Linked DNA regions of Sus scrofa: region 2 is linked to region 1. The links are chromatin contacts, called in public HiChIP or PLAC-seq maps. All regions are on one chromosome and are shown on one strand. Each heading gives the region's core, a stretch centred on a gene start, on an enhancer-like site or on the middle of the called end of the contact. The rest is flanking DNA. Distances are from core to core; before and after follow the strand shown. Region 1 overlaps RIN3 (ras and Rab interactor 3). Region 2 has its middle 3.8 kb from the start of GOLGA5.

What was found. HiChIP or PLAC-seq counts read pairs in DNA pulled down with a chosen protein or histone mark.
Region 2: an H3K27ac HiChIP or PLAC-seq map of alveolar macrophages shows a contact between it and region 1. The contact joins two enhancer-like sites. A contact is called at or near these places in 9 of 47 Hi-C or Micro-C datasets (brain, embryonic fibroblasts, fibroblasts and 6 more) and 2 of 2 datasets of contacts at active chromatin or transcription factors (alveolar macrophages and skeletal muscle).

The regions. Positions count from the first base shown.
Region 1 is chr7:114,137,019-114,143,912 of Sscrofa11.1, reverse strand. RIN3 (ras and Rab interactor 3) reads right to left here. Exons shown (of 11, transcript XM_021099628.1): 6 at 4,493-4,900; 7 at 3,306-4,460; 8 at 755-1,063. Among named protein-coding and RNA genes, the nearest start is that of LGMN, 70 kb to the left of the region's middle. Within about 2 kb of position 5,067, at least 27 of the 83 cell types and tissues checked have an H3K27ac peak or open chromatin away from gene starts, as enhancers often do. A contact at or near this core is called in alveolar macrophages, omental adipose tissue and retroperitoneal adipose tissue, where this site is marked.
Region 2 is chr7:114,230,126-114,236,435 of Sscrofa11.1, reverse strand. No RefSeq gene overlaps it. Among named protein-coding and RNA genes, the nearest start is that of GOLGA5, 3.8 kb to the left of the region's middle. Within about 2 kb of position 4,000, at least 11 of the 83 cell types and tissues checked have an H3K27ac peak or open chromatin away from gene starts, as enhancers often do. A contact at or near this core is called in alveolar macrophages, omental adipose tissue and retroperitoneal adipose tissue, where this site is marked.

The DNA of each region.
Region 1 (6,894 bases), core at 3,818-6,317:
GCTAGCCCTCAGTGGCTTGGGAGGTGACCTTATTTGGACATAGGTCATGGTGGATATAATTAGTTAGGATGAGATCACCCTGGTGTAGGGTGGGCCTCTAATCCAACATGACTGACGTCCTCAGAAAAAGGGGAAATTGGGACACAGGCACGCACACAGAGAGCAAGCCAGGCCAAGGCTGCAGCGATGCTGCCCCAGGCCCCAGGCAGAAAGGATGGGGACACATCTTCCCTGTGGCCTTCAGGGCACAGGGCGCTGCTGACACCTCAGTCTCAGACTGTCAGCCTCCAGACTGTGAGGCCTAGGAGGTGCACAGAACGCCGATTCCTGATTCCTACAAAGGCACAGCATGGGCTGGCTTGCTCACCTGCCTCCAGTGAGCCAGCCAGTCACGGCCCTCCTCCTGTCCCAAGGTAACCCCTCGAGGTACCCAGGAATTCCACTGCACCACGTCTACTCCTGCCTCCACAGGCTGAATCGGGGAGGCTTTTCTGGTGCCTTCCAGGGGCTCGGGAGTTCTGCTTTTTGGCTACACTTGCAGCATGAGGAAGTTCCCAGGCCAGAGATGGAACGAGCGCCACAGCAACACCCCAAGCCACAGCAGTGACAATGCCAGATCCTTAACCCGCTAAGCCACCAGGGAACTCCTGGCTCTGGAGTTCTTGAGGTGCAGAGGTTGCAGGCTCCTCCAACACGGCTGCTCCGGGGATGGAGTGAGAGCCCCCAGCCCAGCCCCTCCCGGCTGCCTGCCTACCTGGGTTGCCGAGGGCCATGGAGTCGTAGATGAGCTTACAGGTCTTGAGCAGGATGGAGATCTTCTTCTCGGGCGAGTAGGCCTTGTGCATGCTGGCAAACTTCTGCAGGATCTTCTCCATGATGGGCACCTCGGGCACGCTGGTGGTCACGCCCAGGTCGGTGGTGGTGGTGGCCAGGATCACCAGCTGGTTCTCCTTGAGCTGCTGCAGCGAGCCGTCCTTGCTGTGGATCTCCCACAGGCAGGTGTTGATGGCTTCCTTCAGGGGCTTTAGGACACACTTGTACAAGGCCGACTCCACGATCGCTTCTGCGGGCGGGCGAGAGCGGGAGGGTGAGGAAACCAGCTGCGGGGATCCTGCGCCAGGCCTGCGGCTATCCCATCCCTGGTCCTCGGTCACACGCATCGTCCCAGCACACCCTACAGTCCCGACATGTGACACACGGTAGCACACTCAGCAGAAAGCCACTCTGCCAAGGGCCCAGGAGCCCTCCAGGATGGAGGCATGGTATCCTAAAGCTTTTTACAGGGCCTAGCACAGGTTAAACTCTCACAGGGCTGCCTACCAGTACAGAGCCTCAGAGGCCACTAGTCACACGGGAAGTTGTGCAGTGTACAACCTGTGCAGCAGTACCTGGAGGGCCTGGGTGCCCAGTAAATGTTTGGTAGAGGTATTCCTTTTTTTTGTTTGGCCGTGCCCACAGCCTGTGTGAGTTCCTGGGCCAGGGACTGAACCCTCACCACAGCAGTGACCAAAGCCACTGTAGTGACAATGCCAAATCCTGAACCTGCTGCACCACGGGAGAATTCCAAGGCAGAGTTATTCTTACTTTTGTCTTTTTATGGCTGCACCCAAGGCACATGGAAGTTCCCAAGCCAGGATCTGAATCTGAGCTGCAGCTGCAGCAACAATGGATCCTGTAACCCACTGCGCCAGGCTGAGGATTGAGCCCGCACCTTCCGTAGTGACCTAAGCCGCTGCAGTTGGATTCTTAACCCACTGTGCCAGGGTGGGAACTCCTACAGTTATTCTTCATGTCTCTCAATCCCCAAATCCTCTTGACTCTGATCTCAAGAGTATGGTATAGCCACTTCCACAGCTACCACCTTGACCTGGCTGTCATCATCTCTTACCTGAGTTATGTCCATAGCCTCTTGCCCTGGCTTCTTTTAGTCCATTCTCAACACAGCAACCAGCATAAGCCTTTTATGCCATGTTTGATCACGACATTCCTCTGCTCAGAACCCTGTAACGGCTCCCATCTCATGCCCGATGGAAGCCAAAGTCCTTCCTGTGGCCTGCAAGCCCTCTCTGTGACCTTTCTCTGTGACCTCTCTCACTCATCACCTTGCTTGCTCCCTGTGCTCATGCTGCTCTGGCAGTCTGCCAGGCTTGCTCCTGCCTCAGGGCCTTTGCACCTGCTACTTCCAGTGCCTGCAGGAACACACAGGGTTCTATCCACATGGCTTATTCCTTCTCTGTTCAGAATGTCAGCTTATCCAAGAGGCGGGCTGATCAGCTAGTGGAAGGAGAATTAGTCATCTGTGATCTCACAGCAACTCTGCGACATACACGCCATTACCCCACTGGACAGATGGACCAACTTCAGGCTCTGCAGGTGGGGGGGGGGGCGGTCACACAGCGCGTTGGGGGTTGAACAAGGATTTGAACCTGGGCTGACTTGACATCAGGGCAATGACCAGCTTTGGTTGGCAGTAAGGAAATATTCCTGGGACGTCTCTGTGGTTCTACCCAGTCCCAGAGGGAAGGTCTCAGCTATTGGTCCAGTGGGGAAAGGTCCCTGTAGGGAGACGCCTGAGCTGTCCCAGGGCCTGGGAGGCGAGGGAGGGGCCCAGGTTCCCAGGGCTGAGTTCAGCGGAGGCCCAGATAAGCTCCCTGGCCGTGTGGGCGGGGCTGGCCCAGGACTGGGTTTGGGGCTGGTCCTGGCTGCCCTGGGGCCTCATCTTCCACCTCCCTCCTCCCCTTTGCTTCTCCAGCCTCTTCAAGAGGAGAACACGTGGCCGTCCTTGCCTTCCTGGCCCCTCTCCCGTCCATCCTTCCAGGCCCTCAGAGCCTCTGCAGCTAGAGGGGTGACGACCTGGAAGTGGGGACCTGCGGTCAGCTTCCCCACTGCCCCGCTCCCCCACGACCTTGGCCAAGTCCTTTCCCTTTTCAGGACCTTTTCCCTCATCTGCAAAATAAGACCCCAGGCCCTCTGGGGTCCCTTCATCTCTGAAGCCACCAGGTCTCCAGAGACCGCCCCTGGCCCTCAGCAGCCACGCGTGTCAGCACTTCTTTGGCCTCTGACTGCTCCTGGTGACTTCTCTCCCCCATACCACCAGGAGCGGGGCGCAGCCCAGCTCTTAGGTGGTTAAGGGTCTTCTGCCACCTAACTGGGCACAGGGGCCGAACGTGGAACAAAGGGGCAGAAGGGAAGAGGGGTTAGTTCCTGGAAAGGGCGGACTGCCCGGGATTAGCCCTGGCTCCCACCCACTCCCAGCCGCTGCGCTGTGGGGCCTGGACAGGCCGGGGCCGGGGCCGGGGACCGACCTAGCTCCTCCTCGGAGTGCAGGGCAGGGTCCACCAGCGCCTTGAGCTCGGTGCTCTGCAGCAGGTAGCTCTTGAGCTGGGTCATCATGGTGCGGATCTCCTGCAGCATCTCGGTGCTGGAGGCCTGGTGCGTCATCATCTCCAGGCTGTAGACTTTGTAGTCCTGCACCAGGTTGCCGAAGTACGTGGCCTTGTCCTGGGCCAGCTCCACCACCTTCTTGTACAGCTTGCGGTTGTTGGAGAGGAAGGCGTTGAAGACGCTGGAGAAGCTGGCGAAGCTCAGGCGGTGCCGCGCTTTGCCCAGGATCACGGAGGGCTTCTTCTTCATGCCGCCACAGCCGCCCCCGCTGGGGCCGCTGAAATGCTCCAGCTCCTCCTCCGTGCTGCTGGTCGAGTAGGAGTCCTGGTCTGTGGCCGTGGCAGGCACTCCCAAGCTGTCCGAGAGGGAGGCCAGGGAGCCCTTGAACTCCGACGCGCTCTGAGGCTGGGCCCTGGCCCGGGCCTGCGGGCTCTGAGTCCTGGTAGGGGAGGCAGGACCCTGGCCTTCTCTGGGTGGACCAGGCGTGGGATTCTTGGGGGCCGCCCCCTCCGCAGAACGTTCAGCGCTCTCCAAGGGGGTTGGCAGGACCGAGGCCAGCTGCCGGGAGATCCGTTTCTTCCTGGGGGGCGGGACCGGGGGTTGCCGGATCTTCCTCGGAGGCTCTGGCATGCTGCCCGGCTCGCTGGCTTGGGCCGCTGCTTCCTGGCCTGGCTCTGTGGTCCTCTGAGGCCTGTCCCCAGGGCTGTCTGAGGTCCCCTGGGGAGGCAGGCTGAGCGGTGATGCCCTGGAGAGGCTCGGCGGGCCCCCCTCTGCCGCTGCCCCACTGTCCACCTTCCCTGCACCCTGGCCCTCCAGGGAGACCTTCTCCGAGATGCGTCGTCTGGGAGGGGCAGGGGGGAGGGCCTTCTTGGCAGGCACTGGAGGGGCGGGGGTCTGCAAGGGGCTGGGGGCCGCCCCCGGCTTCATCTCTTCCTCCCTGAGGGGGGCCAGGCCTGCGAGGAGGCGTGGGAGCCTCTCACAGGCTGTCATGGGTGGCTGGCTCGGAGGGTCAGGGGGGCCCGGAGCATGGGGTGCGAGGTGGGGGGCAGACGCTGGGGGTGTGGGAGGAAGGGCCTCTGGAAGTGGGGGAGCAGCCGCTGGGGAGAACCAGGCGAAGGGCAGGCCGGAGCGGGAGCGGGGGGTGCAGGAGGCCGGCTGGAGCTGGGGGGATGGAGGGGCAGCGCCGGGGGAGGGGGCGCCGGGCGGCGAGGGGCCCACCTGCAGGTGGGTGAGGTAGCGTCGGAGGTGGGAGGCGGCGGGCGCGAGGGGCCGCTTCCAGGGGGCGGCGGGGGGGCCGGCAGGGCGCTGCTGCAGTCCTCGATGAAGATGGGGTTCACAAACCACAGGCGGCCGTTTCCTAAGGACAGTTCGATTTCACACGAGCAGTTTTCGCAGTTTTCGCAACGCGAGGGGGACCTGAGGCTGGAGGCTGGGGGTGCTCCGGGGGCTGGGTCTCTTGGGGGCTCCGCTGGGCTCCCACCTCCTCGCCGGGGGTTCAGCGAGGAGTCCCAGAAGCCTGTGGAGATGAGAGAGGGAGAGGCGGTCAGTCCTGATGATGAGGCGGGGCCTGCCTGGCCGGGGTGGTGTTTGTGGTCCCTGATGACTGGGGGCAGGGCCGGGGGAGGGCCGTCACGGTGTTTGCTTCACTGCTCAGAGGGTTGTTTTCCCTTCTCAGACTGTTTTAAGCCTCGCCCACCACTTCCTGCCTCGAGAGGGGAAGCCCTGTGCCATCCTCCCCAGCAGTGCCAGGGAGGGGTCTGGAGGGGGCTGGTACCAGGCTCAGCTTCAGTTCTGTCCCCTGGCGTGTGACAGCCCACCATGGAGGGCGCTCATGACCCAGGTGGAGGCAGGTGCGGGATGGAGGGGACAGAAGGCCTGCGTCCCCTGCAGCTGAGCCGGTGGGTGCTCTGGGGCAGGTCACCGGAACTTTCTCGGCCTCAGTCTTGTCATCTTTAGAAGGTGGTGGTGGTGGGGGGGGTCCTGACAGGAAAGATGCTTTGGGCCTGTTTCGGCCACCATGGTTGTCACAGCAGAAAGAACGAACCTGTGGATTGTGGCCAGTGAGCTCAGACCTGAACACCCGTGTGGGGAATACCTGCCTGCTTTGAAACGATGCTGATTCTGGTCAGTCTCGGTGCTAAAACAGGAAACTGCCCTGCGCCCCCAGCCCAGAGAGCTGGGTCGCTGCGCTGCTGCGTGGAGTTCCCGCCCAGGGCTTTCTTCTGACTCAGCCCATGACCATGGCCACCAAAGCAGGCCTGTCTCTCTCTCTCTTTTTTTTTAATCTTTCTGCCTTTTCTAGGACCGCTTCCCACGGCATATGGAGGTTCCCGGGCTAGGGGTCTACTCAGAGCCGTAGCTACTGGCCTATGCCAGAGCCACAGCAACATGGGATCCGAGCTGTGTCTGCGACCTAAACCACAGGTCACGGCAATGCCGGATCCCTAACCCACTGAGCAAGGCCAGGGATCAAACCCGCAACCCCATGGTTCCTAGTCGGATTTGTTAACCACTGAGCCACGACGGGAACTCCAGGCCTGTCCCTCTTCAGACACTGTTGGCCAAGGCCAGGCTCGTTCAGGGTAGGGGCATGGAATGACCAAGCTGAAAGGGCGCTGGGGGTCAACTAGCTCAGGCGAGTTCTTGACCTCTTGGTACCAAGCTCTACGAAGAATCTGACAAAAGCCCAGGATGCTCCAAAAAAGGGCCCAGGGGCCCAGTTTGAGAACAGTGTCAGGTGGCCGGCAGGTCACTGTGAGCTCAGTCAAGCAGCTCCTCCTGGAGAGGAGTGTGGAAGCCAGGCCTTGTTCAGTCTGTTAATTTCAGAGATGGATAATGCCAATTCCTGGTGGATGACAGGGTCAGGCCTCCAGCCTCCCACCCAGGGCTCCACACTGGAGTCACCAGCAAGAAAACTACCAAAAATAACATCAAAGGCAATACCAGGGGAGTTCCGGTCGTAGCTCAGGGGTTAATGAATCTGGCATCCATGAAGACACAGGTACAATCCCTGGTCTTGCTCAGTGGGTTAAGGATCTGGCGATGCCGTGAGCTGTGGTGTGGGTCACAGATAGAGCTCAGATCCCGCGTGGATGTGGCTGTGGCTGTGGTGTATGTAGGCTGGCAGCTGTAGCTCTGATTCAACCCCTAACCTGGGAACCTCTATATGCCGAGGGTGTGGCCTTAAAAAAAAGACCAAAGGGAAAAAAAAAAAAAAAAAGGCAATACCAGGAACGCACATACATTGAGTTCTGGCTGTGTGGGTGCCCTGCCTCAAAGGAACAATGTCACCGATCCCTGACCACTGGCCTTTGGTGTAAGCCGTCATGTCCTTATCTTACAGATGAAGATAAGAGACCCAGAGAGATGAAAGAATTTTCCCAAGGTCACCAGGTCACACATGAAGGAGATAGAGTTTGAACGAGGTCACACAAGTTCTAAAGGCCGTGTGCTCAGCCGCTGTGTTGCTCGGTCCCCCTTCATAGGAACTTGCAACACTTCCCATCTCGG
Region 2 (6,310 bases), core at 2,751-5,250, 94 kb before region 1:
TCAAAAAAGGAGTTCCCCTTGTGGCTCAAGGGAAAAGAATCTGATTAGTAACCATGAGGTCGGGGGTTGGATCCCTGACCTTGCTGGGTGAGTTAAGGATCCAGCATTGCCGTGAACTGTGGTGTAGGTCACTGATGATGCTCAGAGCCTGTGTTGCTGTGGCATAGGCCTGCAGGTGTAGCTCTGATTCAACCCCTAGCCTGGGAACCTACATATGCCTCAAGTACAGCCCTTGATAAAGCCAAAAAATTAAAAAAAAATAAAAAATTAAAAATAAAATAATGCAATGAATACTCAGCACCTACTTTGTGTGCAAGGTTGGACTAATTTGGCCTAAATAACAAGCCTACAACATAGTCCCAAGGACCTCAGAAGTTAGCTTATCTAAGATCACGTGCCCTAATAAGGAATCCACATTATTCCCTTAGGCACAGTGTTTTACTGTCTCCAAATTAAATATTGGGTGTGTTAACAGCTCCTTCTTTTCCACCTCTCAAGACAGGTTTAGCCCAGTCCAGTGAACAGAAAAACTCAGCAGCACTAGAAATAATAATGATGATAATAAGAGCCTCTAATTGTTCCTATGCCCTTATTGAGTGCTGTATATTGTGTTAAGTGTTAGACATGTTAGACATGTTTCACGTCTTACACTAGCCATAAGCAAGTACTGTTATTATCCTGTGGTAGGTGGCATTGTTGTTCCCCTCAGAGATGTAAAAAATCAAGAAACAAGCCTACATTAGATAGAGTTGGGAGACCAGAAGGGGGAGCTCTCACACTTTGTGACCAAAGTAGAGCCCAACCAGAAGTATCTTTCTTGGTAACAACTCAGCCAATGAAAAGCTTCAGACACTTTGTTTACTAAAGCCCTCCCAACTTCCTTTCCCCCTCTATAAAAGTGGTCTCCTTCCTTTGCACAGGTGCACAATTGCAGGCGATTCACCATGGTTGCAAAACCACAAACTGCAGGAGTTCCCTGGTGGTTCAATGGGTTAAGGACCTGGCATTGTCACTGCTGTGGCTCAAGTCGCTGCTAAGGTGCCAGTTTGATCCCTGGCCTGGGAACTTCCACATGTGGCAGGTGTGGCCAAAAAAGAAAAAAATGCAAATTGCAATTCTCTGCTGATCCCAGATAAACCCATCTTTGGCAGAGAAATACATGGGAGTCTAGTTGTTTCAGGTCAGTAAAGACTGTACGTCATAGCTGTTGCCATGTGACTACAATGCATCCTGTAGGAAGAGTGTCTTTTCCAGCCTTTCAGATGTCAGGCTTGATCATGTGACTTGATTTGACCAATAGAAGGGATATGCCTTTCACCACATCTGAGCAGTCATGTTAAGAGCCACTGTGTATTTCTACCAGGGCTCTTGATTTTTTCCTCTCTCATGAGAATGGCCTGTCCCAGATGGAGCTGTTCTCTCAGCCTGGGTCCTGGAAGGAAAGAGATGGGAAACAGCCCATGCCTTCCTAACAAATTACATGAGCACAAAATAAACCTTTGTTTTTAAAGATGTGAAATCATTTCTTACACAGCCTTGTCTAATGAAATCTGACTAATACATACCCTGTTTAACAGATGGAGACATTGAGATTTAGAGAGGTTTAAGTTAGGAGTTCCCTTTGTGGTGCAGTAGAATCGAATCCGACTAGTATCCATGAGGATGCAGGTTCGATCCCTGGCCTTGCTCAGTGGTTAAGGATCTGGTGTTGCCATGACCTGTGGTATAGACTGCAGACAAGGCTGGGATCTTAGGTTGCTGTGGCTCTGGCATAGGCTGGCCGCCTGTAGCTTTGATTCAACCCCCAGCCTGGGAATCTCCATATGCCATGGATGCAGCTCTTAAAAAAAAGAGAGAGATTTAAGTTACTTTCCCAAGGCCAAACAGGAAGCAAGTGGTGCATCTGGGACTGCAGAAATTTTTTTTTTTTTTTTTTTTTTAGGGAAGTTCCCCAACCAGGGGTCGAATCAGAGCTACAGCTGTCAGCATATACCACAGCCGGAGTGACGCCAGATCTGAGCTGAGTCTTCAGCCTACACTACAGCTCACCACAACGGGAACTCCAGAAACAGTATTGTTCATCACTGAAAGGATGAGAGTGAAAGAAGTTGAAGCGAACCAAATCTCCCATCCCGGCTGCCTAACCCTCAATGCCAATCTCATCTCAAGTAGCTTCCCTGCTTGACTCTCAAGGATGCCAGGAACATGGAGGTAGAACATTCTGCTAAAATGCTGGAGGCATGCAGGCATAGAAAGACCTGGTGGAGTTCCCCAGGCCTGAGGTGGGGGGCGGGATCTTCATCACTCCTCAGGAAGATGCCATCTTGCAGTTGCGTGTGACATTGGTGGAGGGGCCAAGTGGCAGGGCCAGAGTAGCCCCCTCCCCTTAGGAGCCAGGAGGCTGAGAAGGTGAGAGTCTCAGGAAGAAGGGCTAGTGCCAGACTGCCTGGTCCTAGAGGGCAGAGGGAGGAGAGAAAGATGCCTTGTGATGGGGCCAGGAAGGGGCACTGCTGTGTCATTGATCTCACCCCCATGTAAATTGCTGTTACTCTCTACTTAGAGGTACAGCATCTGAAGGCAGATGTGGTACCTGGGTGAAGTGACTCCCCCAGAGGAGCAGCCAAATAAATGTGTGCTTGCTTCAACTTGAGTCCTTCCCGACTGGCCTTTTCTCTCCCAACGAGAGAATTGAGGCAGCCCGCAGAGACTCAATGCCTTGCTTAACCCGTGCAATGTGATTCCCAACAGGTCTCCTCCACTCCATCCAGACAGGTGTCCCCCCCATTCTGAAGACAAGCCTTGTGTCTTCCCCGGGTGCTGGCCTTCTTTCATACTCACCACTCTTCCCATTCACCTACGTTGGGCTCCAAGGCCCCTTCAAGGAGATAGAACTCAAAGCTTCTGGCCAAGACAAGAGTTACCAGACCCTTCTCATCACCCCCCACCCCTGTCTCATTGTAATGCCCCCTCTCCCACCTTGAACGACCTGTCTTACTTCTTCCTACTCTCTACCAGGAAAGGTATGCGGCCCACTCTTCAGCCAGTCCCTATGGGCCCTTATATGCTCCCAACCAGCAAGTGTATGTGAGACCCCTCTTTCTCCAACCAATCAGCAGGTCAGCAGATGTATCCCGAGACTTCTCCTCTCCCTGAGCTATGAAAACACACAACCACTGGCCCGGGGTCGGCTCCCCCTGACCATCAGGAAGTCCCACTGTGCTTGCAGTGTCTCTTATCTCAATAAACTTCTTTCTTTTCACCTCCTTATGCTGGAAAATTCTTCTTTCTGATCCGCATGCACAGACAATGACCTACTCATTCCATTTTTGTTGAGTTGCCTAGTCTGTGCCAGGCATGGCTAGGCATTAGGATGACAGATAAAATGCTCTCAAAGAGCTCAAAGTCTATGTGAATAGATAAGGACATTGACAGTTATGAACAAGGTAGTGAGTCCTGCAAGGGAGGCCTGAAGCATGAATGAATTGGCACATGGATGAGTACATGTGGCTGTGTGCGTATGTACACCTCATTCTACTCAATGCTGTAGCCCCAGCTGCGTGATGTGACTGACCTCAGAGAGACAGCAATGCGGAATGGCTTGGATCAAGATCTTAACTCTCTGCTCAGGAAATGAACCGGGGGCACCCCGGGTGAAAACCAGGAATTCTAGCCACGAGACTAACTGGAGGCTAAAAGCAGAATTGCCCTGACCCTTGTCCTTGTTGAAAGCAAGAATGTTTCGAGGAGGCAAAAGACTGTAGAAAGAGGTACAAAGTTTCCTGTGAGAAACACAGGACAGCATCTGGGAGAGCACACGGTGCAGTCTATTTATCTAGGGCAGAAGCCAAGCAGGAATACACACTTAGAAGAGCACAGGTGTGGGTGTCCCCCTGCATGAGAAGCTCGCCAGAGAGGTGATTTAAATCACTTACATAGAACAGTTCTTCTGAGTCACTGTTTTCCATTGGTCAATTACTATTATTATTATTATTATCTCGGCTTTTTAGAGCCGCACCCAGGGAATAGGGAAGTTCCCAGGCTAGAAGTCCAGTCGGAGCCACAGCTGCCAGCCCCAGCCCCAGCCACAGCAACGCCAGATCCAAGAGGCATCTGTGACCTACGCCACAGCTCACGGTAATGGGAACCCCTATCCTCATGGATGCTAGGCGGGTTCATTACCACTGAGCCCCTAAGAGAACTCCTGGCCAATTGTCTTGTTTCGTCTTTCACACTTGACCAGATCCAGGACCCTCCCTGATCTCCGTGGGCATTTTTGGCCAAGATGGATTCCCAAGCAAGGCATGGTGGGAAGGTTATCCAGATTTATTACGGCTGGCACCCCCTCCCTTTATGACCCGGATGGGTCTCTCTGTGCATGTGGGGTTGGGGGGGTCTCCCTGACCCTAAGGATGGGAACTATGTGGCCGCTTGGTCTTTTGCCCAAGCAGGGCTTAGCCCCTCTTTTGATGCTGCCATTACCATTCCTGAACAAGGTCACAGTACCGATTATCTGCCTTGTGCCTATTACGTCTGTCTGGACGTATAGATAGGCAGCTGACAGTAAATGCCTATCCCAGAGCCCACTCATCTCCTGCCTCGGGAGGTGTAAACAAGAGGCTGGTTGCGAATGTCTGTCCTGGAGCCCCATCTGTCTCCTGCCTCATGACCAGTCTTGTGATCAGCAGGTAAGAGCAGACAGATCTAGGACTGAGCTCACAAGGTCATGCTGCTCTCTTCTAAGGATACGTGTGGCATTTTTAAGGCAGGGACTTGCGGAAAGTGGAACCCTTCAAAGGTTTCTCCTTTCTATGAACAATAAGGAATTTTACTCTTGATCAGTACAAACTCCAAACTCCATTTCTTTTTTCTTTCTTTCTTTCTTTCTTTTTTTCCCTTACCCATGGCATTCAGAAATTCCCAGGCCAGGGATCAAACCTGTGCCCCAGCAGTGACAATGACAGATCCTTAGCCCACAGAGTTATCTGGGAACTCCTCCTTTTCTTTTTTAAAATTATCTTTTGGGTGTTCCCACCATGGCACAGTGGAAAGGAATCCTACTAGGAACCATGAGGTTGTGGGTTCAATCCCTGGCATCGCTCAGTGGGTTAAGAATCTGGCATTGCCTTGAGCTGTGGTGTAGGTTGCAGATGCGGCTCGGATCTGGCGTTGCTATGGCTGTAGCGTAGGCCAGCAGCCGTAGCTCTGATCTGACCCCTAGCCTGGGAACCTCCATGTGCCGTGGCTGTGGCCCTTAAAAATAAATAAATAAATAAAATGACCTTTTGGAAAATTCATTGATTGATTCAGCAAATATTTATTGAGCTTTGCTATGTGCTTAGTGTAAATCTAGGTTCTAGGAATATGTACAGAAGGGACCAAAACAAAGATCCCTGTTCTCATGGAGCTTATATTCTAATAAGAGGAGACAGGTAAAATGAATCAAATTCTGGCACCTGGGATGGTGCTCAGTGCTAGGGAAATTACAAAGCAGGGAAGGAGAGGCTGGTGTCTGGGATGGAAGTTGTGGTTTTCAATAGGACCGTCAGGGAAGGCTGAATGAGAAGGTGACACCTCTGCAAAGGACTGAAGGAGGTAAGGGAGTGAGCTCAGAGCACCTGGGGCAGCAGAGAGGAGGAGGGAGTGCAGATACCTGGAGGCAGGGCCAGCCGGCCAGGACTGCAGGAGCGGAAGGGGCAGGAGGGTGGACGTCAGCGTGGAGAAGCAATCGGGCTTGAGGCATGTGAACTAAGAATGTCACCTGCCATATCAGTAAACGAAGGATGCTCCAGCCGTCAAACTTCCGTCTATAATTTTGTCTTGGTCCACATTCCAGGCTCAAAATTCCCAAAATGCTAGGAATTTCCTAAGTGTTAAGAGTGATAAAAAGTTACTTGGAGTTCCCATCGTGGCTCAGTGGAAATGAATCTGACTAGCATCCATGAGCAAGCAGGTTTGATCTCTGGCCTTGCTCAGTGGGTCAAGGGTCCAGTGTCGCTGTGAGCTGTGGTGTAGGTCACAGACATGACTCAGATCTGGTGTTGCTGTGGCGGTGGTGCAACAGCTCTGATTAGATCCCTAGCCTGGGAACCTCCATATGCCAAGGGTGCAAGTGGCCCTAAAAAGACAAAAAAAAAAAAGCCCCCAAAGTGTCTTTTGTTATGTTAATGAGATGGCTTTTGGAAGCACTAAGAATGGGCTAAACGTGGAATAAATCCAATAAATCTCCGGTGGTCAATGAATATGTAATAAAGCCTCCATAAAAACCCACAGGGACAGAGTTTGGAGAGCATCCTGATTGGTGAACAAGTGG